Regions from separate parts of the Bombyx mori genome. Here region 2 is linked to region 1. Evidence: chromatin contacts called from public Hi-C data. All regions are on one chromosome and are shown on one strand. The core of a region is the stretch at or near the end of the contact, and the rest is flanking DNA. Distances in the headings are between cores, read along the strand shown. Region 1 overlaps LOC101746416 (forkhead box protein P1). Region 2 holds the start of LOC101746416 (forkhead box protein P1).

Region 1 (6,925 bases), core at 1,735-4,234:
AAGGTGGGTGGCGCATTTATGTTGTAGATGTCTATGGGCTCCAGTAACCACTTAACACCAGGTGGGCTGTGAGCTCGTCCACTCATCTGAGCAATAAAAAAAAAAAAATAGTTTATTACCATATTCTCAAATCAAACAATTTTTTTTATATTGCGTTTTTCATTAGTTTTAGTGATGGACGTTTTGGCGGGAACGCGAATACGGATTTTGTTTTATTTTGTTAATTTAGTGTTAACCGTCAGGTTCAAATGTAAAAAAAATATCAGCTTATTAACCGCTTAGCAAATCTTTTCACAACTTCGCTGGAACCTGAGAAGCCGGTTTCTTCCAAAAACCCCACTGATGTTATAAGATTACATAGTTTTACACATAAATTCACATAGTTTTACTGAGACATTAATTTATTACAAACTCATCTCGTTTCAATTCATTTCATCTTAACGAATTACGATTTAATGTAAATGGGGGTTTTTTTTTAATTAATTCCGCCCTATTCTTCAAATTACAGAGAATTTTATTTTATTATTTAAATAATAACTGAAGATTTTTGTAAACTCGACAATCGCCATATTGAAAACTCGAAGAAGACTTCAGTGTTCGGCAATTAAAAAAAAAAAACAAAAAAAAACTAGAATAAGTCAGTTACTTTTTTTTCAAAACGTCAATATGTAACCAATAATAGGAAAATGGAATACCTTAAATGGCCTAAATGAACCGTAATCTATCAGTGAAGTTCGATCATTTAGTCAACACGAGTAATGACAATTCGTTTACCTGTTACCCATTTATATCCCAACTAGCTGTACCTACCCATCCGCTTCGCTGGGCATTTAAAATTAACATTAATATTTCTCACCCCCCACAAACATTCTCATCATTAACGCCCCCGCAACTGGTGTAGAGAGTCCAACACTCATATAAATATTAGCCTATCCATTAAGTACATGTATTTTCTACATGGATACCAAGTTTCAAGTCAATCGGATGCATGGTTCAGTAGTTACAACGGAACATCCGTAAAAACCACTGTAGATATTATAAGCTGTATAGATAATAGTATAGCTGTTATCATCTTATCGAATCCTTAATTCCTAAATAGCCATTAAAAGTGGACTCGGCGGTTGGTAGCAGCTTTGCTGTGCCCCTGGCATTGCTGTCACGGTGCGATAAGACGAGAATTCTTAAAGCCTATAGAAGTACATAATGGTCGCAGCAGTATCTACGGCTCGTAGAGTTGGTTTTGTACGTTTTCCTGTGTGGACTGTCTGGTGTCGGCTTATAAAAGCAATACTTCATGTCTTCCGGATTGACTTGGAAGCGAACAGCAGCCTTTTTTTACTGCTTTCACTGGAAAGGACGAGTACACGATCCACTTGATACCGAGTGGTGATTATCGCTCGTCAATTTCAACATTTCTGACAAGACTGTTTACCATTCGGTCCACAGGATCGGGTCCTGTGGACCGAATGGTAAACAGTCGACGTCGCCCTAAACACGTCATTACGGATCCTCCCGATCCATTAACGGTGCTTTTAGGTACCTCAAGCACCGGTCACCGTCCTTGCCGAACCCGTCGCTTGCGACGAAGGGCTCGACGAGAGAATTAACCCATAGACACAGCCCATTGAGATTCTCGCCGGAGCTTCTCAGTGGGTCGCGTTTCCGATGCGGTGGTAGATTCTGCGAAGCACTGCTCTCTCGTCAGGGTCAGTGTTAGCAACACTTCCGGGTTGAGCCCCGCGAGCTCACCTACACGTGCTACAAGGCGAAGCTGAAATAGCCTCTCAAGGCTATCAACATAAGTAGGAAAAAAAGTCAATTTTAGAAGTAGAATAAATATTGAAATTCTTAACTATAAGAACGCATTTCAAGAGCAATATTACTTGTACGGTTTAATCTCGCATTCTTTACTCTCATTATAATATTACTTCCGTGATCACGAAAAGCGTAGTTTTCGAGACATCGGAAATAATGTAATGAGAAGAAGAAAAAAACGAGTTTTAATTCCAAAAATAGTTTTAATTATGTCTAAGAATCGCGAAAATCGAAGAAAATACAAAAAATTATAATACTTTTTTGTACTCTGTTCATTTTTGTTAAGACTAAAGTAGCGGTTGAAGTCCGAAGACACACGTTAAATTCAATTTAATTCAATTCAAGTTAACTGAGTTGTAGTTATGAAAATTACGTTAAAAGATCACGGTTGCATAGATACATTGATGGTAATGTCAAAAACTAGTCGAAGACATATTAATATAGTCGTTAGCCATCGTGGAACGCAAGGTTAGCCAACTGAATTTCTCGCCGGATCTTCTCAGTAGGTCGCGATTCCGATCCGGTGGTAGATTCTGCGAAGCACTGCTCTTGCTAGGGCTCTGACACTACTCGTGTTAGCAAATTCACTCAGATTGGGCCCGTGAGCTCACCTACCGGTCCGGGCGTAGCTGGAATAGCCCCTTAGGCTACCAGCGAATAGGTAGAAAAAAGAAGATATTTGAGAGAAGAAGCAAGATATTTGACAGATGCCCAAGTTTCGCTAAAGATATTTTAAAGATAAGTTGGCATATATAACATTTCTGAACAACATTTTACAACTGAATTTCTCGCCGGATCTTCTCAGTGGGTCGCGATTTCGGTCCGGTGCTAGATTCACTGAAGCACTGCTCTTGCTAGCTTTAGCACTTATCTCAGGCCGAGCCCGTGAGCTCACTTACCCTTGTGCGTGTAGTTGGAATAGCCCCTTAGGCTACAAATGATTAGATAGTGAAGAAAGAACTACATTTGGGACCGTCAGCCCAGCAATTTCACCCACTCGGTGGAAGATTTTCCCTTTGTCGTTTGTTCCCAAGTGCTCCTCAGAGTATTATTTATTTGTTCCGACTATGATCCATTTAGGCCAATGTGCCGATATCAAGTAGTTCCAAGGTATGAAATGGTCTTCTGCGAGTCTACGTCAACATAATAATAATACAAATGGAAACACGATCGATACGCAATCTGTTTGCAAAAAAACATGAATTGTTTACTTATGTTGTACGTAAGCGGCACTGATAACGATTTGTTTGTGGAATAAACATTAAATATATTATCTATATAGATATTTATATGCAGCATTATACGTGGGCTTTGAACGCAATCAAGTGTGTGGGCGATAGGGTTTGTTAATTTCAGAAAGAGGACGAAATTAAGAACGTCCTATAGTTTGATATAGCTTTTTGTTTTTGGTCGTTTTTGAAGATTTAGCATGACTAATTCTTGCTCTAGCTCTTGTTAGTTTTATTCATCGGGCTCCAATGAAAATTTCATTTTTCTATCAGAGCCAAAGATGGATGTACAAACTTAAATAACTTAAATTTACTATACAAACTTAAATTTACTGGTGGTAGGACCTCTTGCGAGTCCGCGCGGGTGGGTATCACCACCCTGCCATTTCTACCGTGAAGCAGTAATCCGTTTCGGTTTGAAGGGTGGGGCAGCCGTTGTAACTATACTGAGACCTTAGAACTCATATCTCAAGATGGGTGGCGGCATTTACGTTGTAGATGTCTATGGGCTCCGGTAACCACTTAACACCAGGTGGGCTGTGAGCTCGTCCACCCATCTAAGCAATAAAAAAAAACGTGGCTTGCATCACGCGGCTTTGTGATGCAACAAGTGTTATAGAAAACAAGAGGTGTCTATAAGATTAATCTTAACAGTTAACTGTTAACTAATATTCTCACACATTAAGAGAGTGAATTGAGTTTATTTTTTGCCGTTTTAAATTTAAAATCTAATCTAAAAATATAAATTTTTTTTTTTCTTCGCACCTCGCGAACCGTGGACACAATTAAAAGTATTTTTGTGAAACAATCTACCGTTTTTAATTGTCTTTATTAATTAACTAGCTGACCCGGCAGACTTCGTAGTGCCTCAATCGATAAATAAAAGAACTAAATTTTTGCATAAAATAAACTTAAAACAAACAAAAGGAATCCTCCTCCGAAGTCCGACGGGGGACACATCAAAGGAAAAACAGAATTGTTATTTTTATTTAATTCCGAGCATTTTAATATTTATCTACCTTTTAAACCGTCTCTGGACTTCCACAAATAATTCAAGACCAAAATTAGCCAAATCTGTCCAGCCGTTTTAGAGTTTTAGCGAGACTAACGAACAGCAATTCATTTTTATATATATATAGATATATACGACGTTTCGGATACTTTACAATATTCGGGGCTGTAGTATGAATTGGTATGTACGATTTGTATTTCTTTTTATGATACACTTCGAAATTTGGAACAATGTTAGAATTTAGTTAATGATTACACTGCCTTTTTTTATTGCCCTTGTAGGCATACGAGAATATGGCCCACCTGATAGTGAGTGGTTACCGTCGCCCATGGACTTCAGCAATGCCAGGGGCAGAACCAAGCCGCTGGCTACCTTTAAGTACTCTCCACAAGCCTCGTTTGAAAGACATGTCATAGCGCTCGGGAAACACCGTGGAGGGGTGCTCATTCCAAAGCCGGATGGTTCGTAGCATAAGAAATCACTGGAAACGCACTGTGGATGAACGCAGTAGCTCCAGGTAGTATGGATGAGCTCTACTCCGGCGATGATGATGATGATGATGATTTATTTATTTTATTTTATTTATTTATTAAGTTGCACCAACAAAGTGATCATCAATACAAAACATTGACAAATTGACAAAAGTTCATGGCAGATGTCACCTCAATTATAGGTGCAATCGTCAGTGCATTAACATCAAAAATAAAAAAATATACAGCTAAGATTTGAATACATTTCATTCATTGCTTATGATTAATTTAATTGGGAGATGATCCGCGACAGATTTTTCCTGTAAGTAGTGAGACAATCAGAAAAAACATCTATTTCACTTAAAATAAGTTCAGCGCAATCGGACAACTCCGAAGGAACATTGACGGAGACCGCGCTACCGTGGACATTATTGTAGTCCCAAAGGATTCTGTTTAAGGGAGAGTAAGCACCTAAATTCGAACGAGCGGGCTTTCTTATAAACGGTTTATATTTCTCCGTTCTTGGTAGGTACTTAGGGGCTGATATTTTTATCTGGGTTAATAGATTAGGCGTGTCGGTTATTCCATGAATTAATTTGTACAGAAATATACCCCCCATTAGTTTTCTCCGGTTTAGAAGAGAGTCTAAATTAAAGTGGCAAAGTCTATCTTCATAGCTGGGTAACTTCCTACCCAGATGATGAAACATTTACACTAAAATTTAGGTCTTCAATTATTATAAAAAAGATATATTTAAATCACATTTTAGTCGTTCCTCTGTTTTTTGCACAGTAATGTCAAAATGAAATTAGTCAAAACATATGACGGACAAATAGCTCCGTAATAATTGTACCCATCCGCTTCGCTGGGCATTTAAAATTAACATTATTATTTCTCACCCCCACAAAGATTGTCATCATTAACGCCCCCGCAACTGGTGTAGGGAGTCCAACATTCATATAAATATTACCCTGTCCATTAAGTACATGTATTTTCTACATGGATACCAAGTTTCAAGTCAATCGGATGCATGGTTCAGTAGTTATAACGGAACATCGGGTAAAAATCACTGTAGATTTATATATTAGTATAGATAAGTATAATATCGCTGCCACTAAATAATATGGGCATTTATTTTATTTATTTGCACAACTAACAGAACATTATATCCGCATAGTAGATTGAAGATAGTCAATAAAAACCAAACAAGTTTCCAAGCACTAATACGGCGCATGGGCAGATTGTGAACAAAAATAAATGTCAGACGTTTATTTTTGGGTTGGTAACTAACAAGAATAGAAAGAAAACTACTACTACAAATCCATAAATTATTTAAATGAGGTAACGGAAACTTAATTATTCTTAAAATAATATTGCAAGCCAACTTCAAGATACATCGATTTAATTTAACACGGCGACTTCCAGAGAAAAATCATTTCAGATAAAAAAAGTATATTTTAAATTGTTCTACAAATCTAGAAATTTGCGTAAATACAAAAAATAAAAATACAGTCCTACAAGAACATAAAAAAATATCGAATTGTTTTTTAACAACAGCTGAAATGTGTACAATTTAAGGTCAATAAATTTCGTGTTCAAAGTCTAGTTGTACTTGTTTTGTATAGACCACATATTGTATATAACTTCAGAGAGAATATTTAGCCCACTGATTTTCTCGCCGGATCTTCTCAATGGGTCCTGTTTCAGATGCGGTGGTTGATTCTGCGAAGCAGCTAGCTCTTGCTAGGGTTAGTGTTAGCAACGACGTCAGGTTCGACCCCCGTGAGCTCACCTACTTGTTAAGGTAACGCCGAAATGGTCTCTGAAGACCATCAGCTAAGGTACGGAAAAAAAGAGTTTGTATGCAGTTCGAACAGTGCCCCTAGCGGCAATCGTAGGCAAAAATTCCAACTCTATATAAATTTGAGTTAACTTTTACGTTATCGACAGCGTTGAAACAGTCGCACTAAGCACACAGGAGGGTTCACGGCTCGTTCACCCTAATAAGCCTTAAAAAAATGTTGGTCAAAGCATAGCTTAAAGTTTCTATACTTTATGCAGCTTCGTTTAGAGATAAAATACTACTAGGTATTAAGATTATCGATATTTTTAAATTTACAAAAAATTAATTGACACGGGACCGTTTCCTGTTTTTGCATATGGTTTTGCTAGAATAAAATTTACATATTAATTAATATACGTGATTATTTTCATCGAACGAATATGACATCGCAAACCACTCTTTCGATAGTCAGTCACTAAACTAATGATGGATTCAGTGATGCAATACTCTTGCTAGGGCTAGCGTTAGCAAGTTCCCTCAGGCTGAGTCCCGTGAGCTTGCCTACTAAGCCGCGCGTAGTTGGAATAGTCCATCAGGCTACCAACGATTTCTTTGT
Region 2 (6,925 bases), core at 1,563-4,062, 33 kb before region 1:
GGGCAAGTTGGTGTAAGAATTAAAATGTCAGTGAGGGTAAGTAAGATACCATAATAAATTATTTCAAGTCATTTTTTAAACCATATTTTCTTATTTTGCACTTAAATATTACATCTTACCCCGACGTACTCTATATATTTATATACGAAATTCCGTAGGCGCCTCGCTTTGACACAAAAAAAATGGTCACGTTGGGTATACCTACTACCATTCTGCCCATTTCTGTCACGAAGGGCAGGACAGTGTCTCCAGTATGGACTCTGGCAATCACTAAACTATGTGCAGATTAAGCTACAACTCTAGATCTGTTTAAGAAAAACATGAAATACAATTTTATCTAAAATAAGTGACAAAAAACAGTTCTTAAATTTCATAGAACCGCGTAGAGGCCATAGTCCGTTATTTTTTATTTTTTTATTGTACTTTTAAGCAGACGAGCATACGGCCCACTGATGGTGAGTGCAGAGCCAAACCGTTGTCTACTGTTAAGTACTATCAACAAGCCTTGTTTGAAGAAACACCGTGGAGGGGAGCTCATTCCAAAGCCGGATGGTGCGCGACAAAAAAGATCTCTGGAAACGCACTGTGGATGAACGCATTGGCTCCAGGTAGTATGGATGAACTCTACTCCGATGGCGGGCGGTGCGATGGCAAAAACGATTCAAGCAATCCCTCAGAGTATGTACTACCTACTTTTAACTATATAACAAAAATTTGACGTTGAGCCCCGTTAAAGTGACCGTATTTTGTTTTTAGACATAAATCATAATTTTAGTACCTCGCGAGAACAATGAAACCGCATCAAAAGGTCGCTGTGTAGTAAGTGGTTAAAGAAATACAAATTTAAAATAACAGTAACACATTATAATATAGTTTATCGCTTTCTTTTCAGTACACGACTTAGTTACATTAGTTATAGTCCGACAAAGGAGAACTATCACATGCGAACTCATTCATTAAAATTAAATAAAGTTCACACAATTCGGTATCGAACTAAAAGAGACTACGATTAAAAATTTAAAATGCCGATAGCATTGAACGAAAATCGAATTGAAAAACAACAATAAATAACGGAATCGATTCGTAAACACATTTTAAATGTTCTGTTATCGCTTGACGACAACTTTATTTTTTTTAGTTTCTCGGTTTCGCTAAAATAAAAGCCTGCGTCGAGACAGACGTCCGTTACCAACGCGTTCCACATACGAAATAATAATTGTATTAAGGAAACATGAGCGTGGCGCATGTGTTTGTTTGTTTGTTTACTCTGAGATGACGTCACGTGTTTATTCTCGCCGGGGAGACTGGGGTCGATCGGTTCAGTACGTAAAAACTGTAATTTTTTTTTCTTTCTGTTAGTTATTTTAATTAATGAATATTTTAATCCTCTTGTTTCAAAAATTATTCGTAACAGTCTATAAGCGCTATAGCGCTGGCGCTCTGTTTGACGGTATGTTACCATAGTAGTGCAACACATCTCGGCGTCATAGCGCGGCGTTAGTTTAGCGCTCTGACGCGCGCTAATTACGCCTTCTGTTTGACGAAGCCTTAAGTCGTAACATTTGAAATTAATTTCACTATAAAGACACGATTTGCTCATCAGCTTTAAGTTGTCGTTAAAATCTTATCTGTTTTTAGCATTTGGAAACAACTACTAACAAAAAAGTTTAACTAAATTCCAAAAGAATATATTAATTCGCTAAATGTAAGTCACTCTTATGTCATTGCTTCATCTTAAATTTTAGAACTAAAACAAGATATTATTGTGAGTGATTTAGATTTCCTGAATTAACATTTATAACTTGATCGAATTAACGATATAATATTATTCACCTCGTTTAAGAAGAAAAACAGAATTATCCTGTTTCTTAAATATGTGAGCGCCGAAACAGGCTGCACTGTGTGTAACCTTTAAAAGATTCTCGCTATTTTATATGACGATTTTAACTTGTTTTTCATTTCGTATTTCACGGAGTATGTTTTCCTTTTTAGTGATAAAATTTATCATTTTACTTTGTCCAGTAATTTCTTTAGTTTTGGCTGGTCGTAAACATAATTAAAACCACTTTCATTTCTACTTTTACATAATAATATGTATCGAAACGTCAGATATGGTCAGTTTAATGACAATAAGAAAAGCGATATTAAATCATCGACTTGTTTCAATTATTATAGTTTCTTGATGTTTTTTACTGGTGGTAGGGCCTCTTCTGAGTCCGCACGGGTAGATACACACCACCCCGTCTATTTCTACTGTGAAGCAGTAATGTGTTTCGGTTTGAAGGGTTGGGCAGCCGTTGAAACTATACTGAGACCTTAGAACTTATATATCAAGGTGGGTGGCGCATTTACCTTGTAGATGTCTATGGGCTCCAGTAACTACTTAACAAGAGGTGGGCTGTGAGCTCGTCCACCCATGGAAGCAACAAAAAAAAAAGTGAAATAAAATATAATTATAATGACAGAGGCGTTATCGTTCGCAAGTGAGTAGCGCCACATAACTCTCGAGCACCGAGTTACATACCAAACAGGGTATCTGGACATTCACGGTTTGCAAATTACCCGGCGTTATCACGAAAAAAAATGAGATTTACGACCTGTGGTAGGCGCGTCGTCTGCTGAATGTCTGAATGGCCACAGTGAGTGTCGAACTAGGCTAGATACAAATGCCGGTAGGCCCAGGCACGGCTGTGACGGGTGGATATCATGTGACCCGCGTCGCCTCTTGTTTACACACGCACACAGCGACGCGCACGCACACTCCGCCACGCCCGCCGAGCCGCTTATTTAGGTATATTGTTGTTTATTTTATTCGGCGCTATGCTCCGACACGGGGCGAGCCTTTCGACTCAGTTTTAACGCGTACGTTTTATGAAACGACAACTATGCGTCGATGTACGCTCGTCGGCAATAATAATTATTCATATCGGAACCGCTCCTAGCGACCGAAATAGCGACGCGGTAAACAAATTCGCGATTTTATTGGCAGGTTAACATTGTTCATTTTAATAGTTGATCGACTGTACTTTTTGTTTTTTTAGTTCGTTTGTTTTTCGTATTATCTCGACCGCTTTGTCGCACGCCGGTGCCTCTTGTCTCCGCGAATCTAAATAGCAGTTAATCATAGTTTATTTTTACCGCGCAACGTGTGTTAATAAGTTTCGGGGCCGATTGTCGCGTTTCTTTTATTTTGTATTTCGATTGAACTCGCTTATTTCGAATTGCGGAAGAGATTGTGCGTGAAAAAAAAAAATGTTCGCGAATGATGACTGTTCACCCGAAGACCCAGTTATAAAGATAAGGAATTGTATATCCGAACGACAACCTTGATAAGTTGTATTTATAAATTAATAGAATAAATTACATACGTATTATATTATAATTTTGCAAAAGTTTATTTGATTGTGGAATCGAAAATTCGGCTGTCTATTCGGGATTTTGGCGGGAACTCGTCCGTGGAGGTAACGAGGAAGAAGGCTGCACAGAAAGTTTGGAAAAGTGTTGAGCATACATCGGATGCTGGCGAGTGTTTTTTCAACGCGTTTTCGAGGCTAAGCGCTAGTTGTTTGAACAAGTGTGTTTTCTAATGGATTTATTTTGAGGTGAGTTTAAATTTACTTGTGTGTTGGTGTTTGTATTGTTTGCTTTTCGTGTTTTGTGTGAGTGCTCGCGCCGGTGGCGGGAAACCGAATACCTAGTTGCCGGGCCCTCTGTGTGAGTGTACAAACAATTGCGATTGTGTGCGTGCGCGACTTATTGTCACTCTTTGTAAGCGGGGAGACAAGGAGGGAGAGGTTACTTGTCATGTATTTAGGCGAAGACGAAACTTTGATGAGTTGACTTTTTAATTCATGTCCACCTTATATGGTTATACGAAGATATAATATGTTATACACGTTCTGTTATTACACGTGTATCTTTCGGCCGCGTATTTTGTATTAGCACGCCACATTTTCGAGAATCTATCGTCAATTTTCTGCTTGCTTTTTTGTACGTTTTCGGCAAAGTCTGACGTTATGTCCGATCTGATTATAAGGATTAGCCAAAGAGGTTGCTTCTGCTTACACCAACATTTCCATAGACTTCAAGCTCAGCGTTTATTTTGATCCATGAAGCGTCTATGAGTTTTATGGTTACTTAACAAAATCAAATTGTCGGATGCCGTGCGCGAATGTACGTTAAATGCTAAGTCAAATATTTAAGAATATTTCGTACTGATTTGCAGTGCTAATTACAAGGTTAGGCAAATATAAAATTAGATAATTAAATAAAATAAAAAAAGAAAAAACACGCAACTAACATTAAGCGTGGAAACGAAAAATACATTTTTTAGTAAAGTAATTTTTTTCATTCGCGCGAAAAAAGACACAATGAAACGACTTTTTTTTAGTAAAAAGTCTACTACAGACTAGGTATACATTCATTTTGAATTGTGTGTTATGAGAAACAGATTTAGATTTTTGCTTTTCGAATTTGCCCACACAGAGTTTCTCGCCGGATCTTCTCAGTGGGCCGCGATACCGACCCGGCGGTAGATTCTGCGAAGCTATGCTCTTGCTAGGGCTAGTGTTAGCAAATCCTCTCAGGTTGAGCCCGTGAGCTCACCTCTATCCGTCCGGGCGTAGCTGGAATAGCCTCTTAGGCTACCAGCAAATAGGTAGGGAAGAATAAAAAAGGTATTAGAAGCAATACGAATCACCGACGCCCGCTCCGAGAGGCTGCGGGATATATTTAAAGTTTTAATCTAATATACTTAGGCTTTAGATTGGCACGCACCAATTTTCGCGGCCGAAATAGATAGAACGATTATACCTAGCCGTCCGGTCCATATAGTTTTATCACGTTTATAAAACAATGTGCTGTGTAAATGGAATTACAGAAGAACAGTTGTTTGTTAATTATGAGACATAATTACTACCTAATAAAGACGAAAAGGGCTTGAGATCGAGGGCGTCGCGTCGGGACATATATGAGTCCTATAAAATCAAAGGCAGCTAAATCCAAGTCTGTCAAATATTCAGGTAAACTACAAAAATCAGCCCTAAACACGTCATTACGGATCCTCCCGATCCATCGAAGTACTGCTCTTGCTAGGACCAGTATTAGCAACACTCCCGGTTTGAGAAGCTGAAATAAGTTTGTTCGGATAGCTACGATATTCTTTATTTTAAAGCACGTTTATAAAGAATGAGAATATTACTAATAATCTGAATTTTAAATGATAAAACTTCGTTTATTAGTACTTAGTACTGAGTAAAAATAAAATTTTTGAACTGAATTTGTTAGGACATTTAGCTGCATTTGTTATAACATGAAAACACTAAACCGTGTCCAACTAACTAAACAAGATAGCGCCATTGTTGTATCAATTGTTGTATCATCTCAAATTGCATATACATATTTAATCAAGTTCATACTGGTCCGGACATTAGAGCGAAGTTATTAAATTATTGTATTTGTATCGGTCAAGCTAATCATACGTCTTGAAGACGGCAAAATTGACGGTCAAAGATTCGGTTACGTACAAACAAACATACGTGCGCGCGTTAAAAATATCTGTGAGTGACGGTGAGCACTCGTCAGCTGGTCGGCCGTGAGCCTCCGATGGCAATGCCTGTATTTTCGAAAGTAACCCAGTGAGTTTCTCGTCGGATCTTCTCAGTGGGTCGCGATTCCGTTCCGATGGTAAATTAGGCGAAGCGCCCCTCTTGCTATTTTTTTTTAATTGCCTTTGAAGGTAGACGAGTATACGGCGCATCTGATGGTAAGTGGTCACCGTCGCTCATGGACGTCAGCAATGCCAAGGGCAGAGCCAAGCCGGTGCCTACCGCTGCTAGGGCTTGTGTTAGCAAATTCTCTAAGGTCGAGCCCGTGAGTTCATCCACCCATTCGCTCATAGCTGACCCTTAGGCTACCTGCGATAATAACAGCCCAGCCCAGCTTAGGTTACCAGCGATGACAAAAAAAAAACAATCAGAAGTTCATAATTCTTATCTCTTAAAATCCTTAAGGCTGATACTTCACCGCGCTTATCTTAATACTTGCAAGTTTGCATTAAGCAAATATGCACGTTCAAGCAAACAAAATAAGAACCGAAGCTTCGTGTGTACAAAAAACGAGGGCGACATAGCACTCGACTCACCCCATATTTTCGTCCATCCCTCCTGTTTACCTTTCTCAGCGCGGCGAGATTCTACACCCATTTTAATATAGTTTTTAAACGTTTGAGATATTTATTGTTGAAATTGCCAACTTGGTGCCATAGAGCATTACCGATCAGCTAAGTCTGGTTCAAACTAGACACGACCTTCGGTCATGAAGAGACCGACTCAGAAGAAGATGAAGTCTGGTGGATGTTTTTCGTAGCAATGCTTGGATTAAAAAAAAAAATTAAGTATCTGCTGGTATGTCACTAGATAGTATAAAACAAAGTCACTTTCTCTGTCCCTATATCCCTATGTATGCTTAAATCTTTTGCAACGGATTTTGATGCGGTTTTTTTTAATAGATAGAGTGGTTGAAGAAGAAGGTTTATATGTATAATAACATCCATTAAATAGTGGAGAAATTATTAATAAATTACAGTTTCCGAAGCGAATCGAGGGCGGGTCGTTAGTAGTCAACAAAACGCGAATTCGTGCTTTGAGATATGAGGTCGAATTTTCAAGTCTTCAGTTCGGACATAACAGCGTTTTTTATGTTTGAGAGTTTATTGGTGGCCTGGAGGCCTTCCAGTTTTATCAGGACAGGTGAGCGAGCAAGGGTTTAGCCAGGAGGGGTGGGATTTGCTAACACCTATCCAAGCGCCTCCAAAGGAGACCTAACAACTCAAGAATAGCTGCTTCGCGAATGAATCTACTACCGGATCGGAATCGCGACCCGCTGAGAAGATCCGGTGAGGAACTCAGTGGTGAGGAAGTCAGAT

Evidence for each region. Hi-C and Micro-C count contacts between places; a contact is called where the count stands out from the background.
Region 2: a Hi-C map of posterior silk gland shows a contact between it and region 1, with 2.4 times the contacts expected there. The contact joins the promoter of LOC101746416 here to the enhancer-like site in region 1. A contact is called at or near these places in 2 of 7 Hi-C or Micro-C datasets (middle silk gland and posterior silk gland).

Annotation. Positions count from the first base shown.
Region 1 is chr27:7,961,525-7,968,449 of ASM3026992v2, reverse strand. All of the region lies in intron 1 of LOC101746416 (forkhead box protein P1), which reads left to right. Among protein-coding and RNA genes, the nearest start is that of LOC101746416, 34 kb to the left of the region's middle. Within about 2 kb of position 2,984, at least 2 of the 8 cell types and tissues checked have open chromatin away from gene starts, as enhancers often do.
Region 2 is chr27:7,994,404-8,001,328 of ASM3026992v2, reverse strand. LOC101746416 (forkhead box protein P1) reads left to right here and starts at 2,812. Exons shown (of 17, transcript XM_021346122.3): 1 at 2,812-3,602.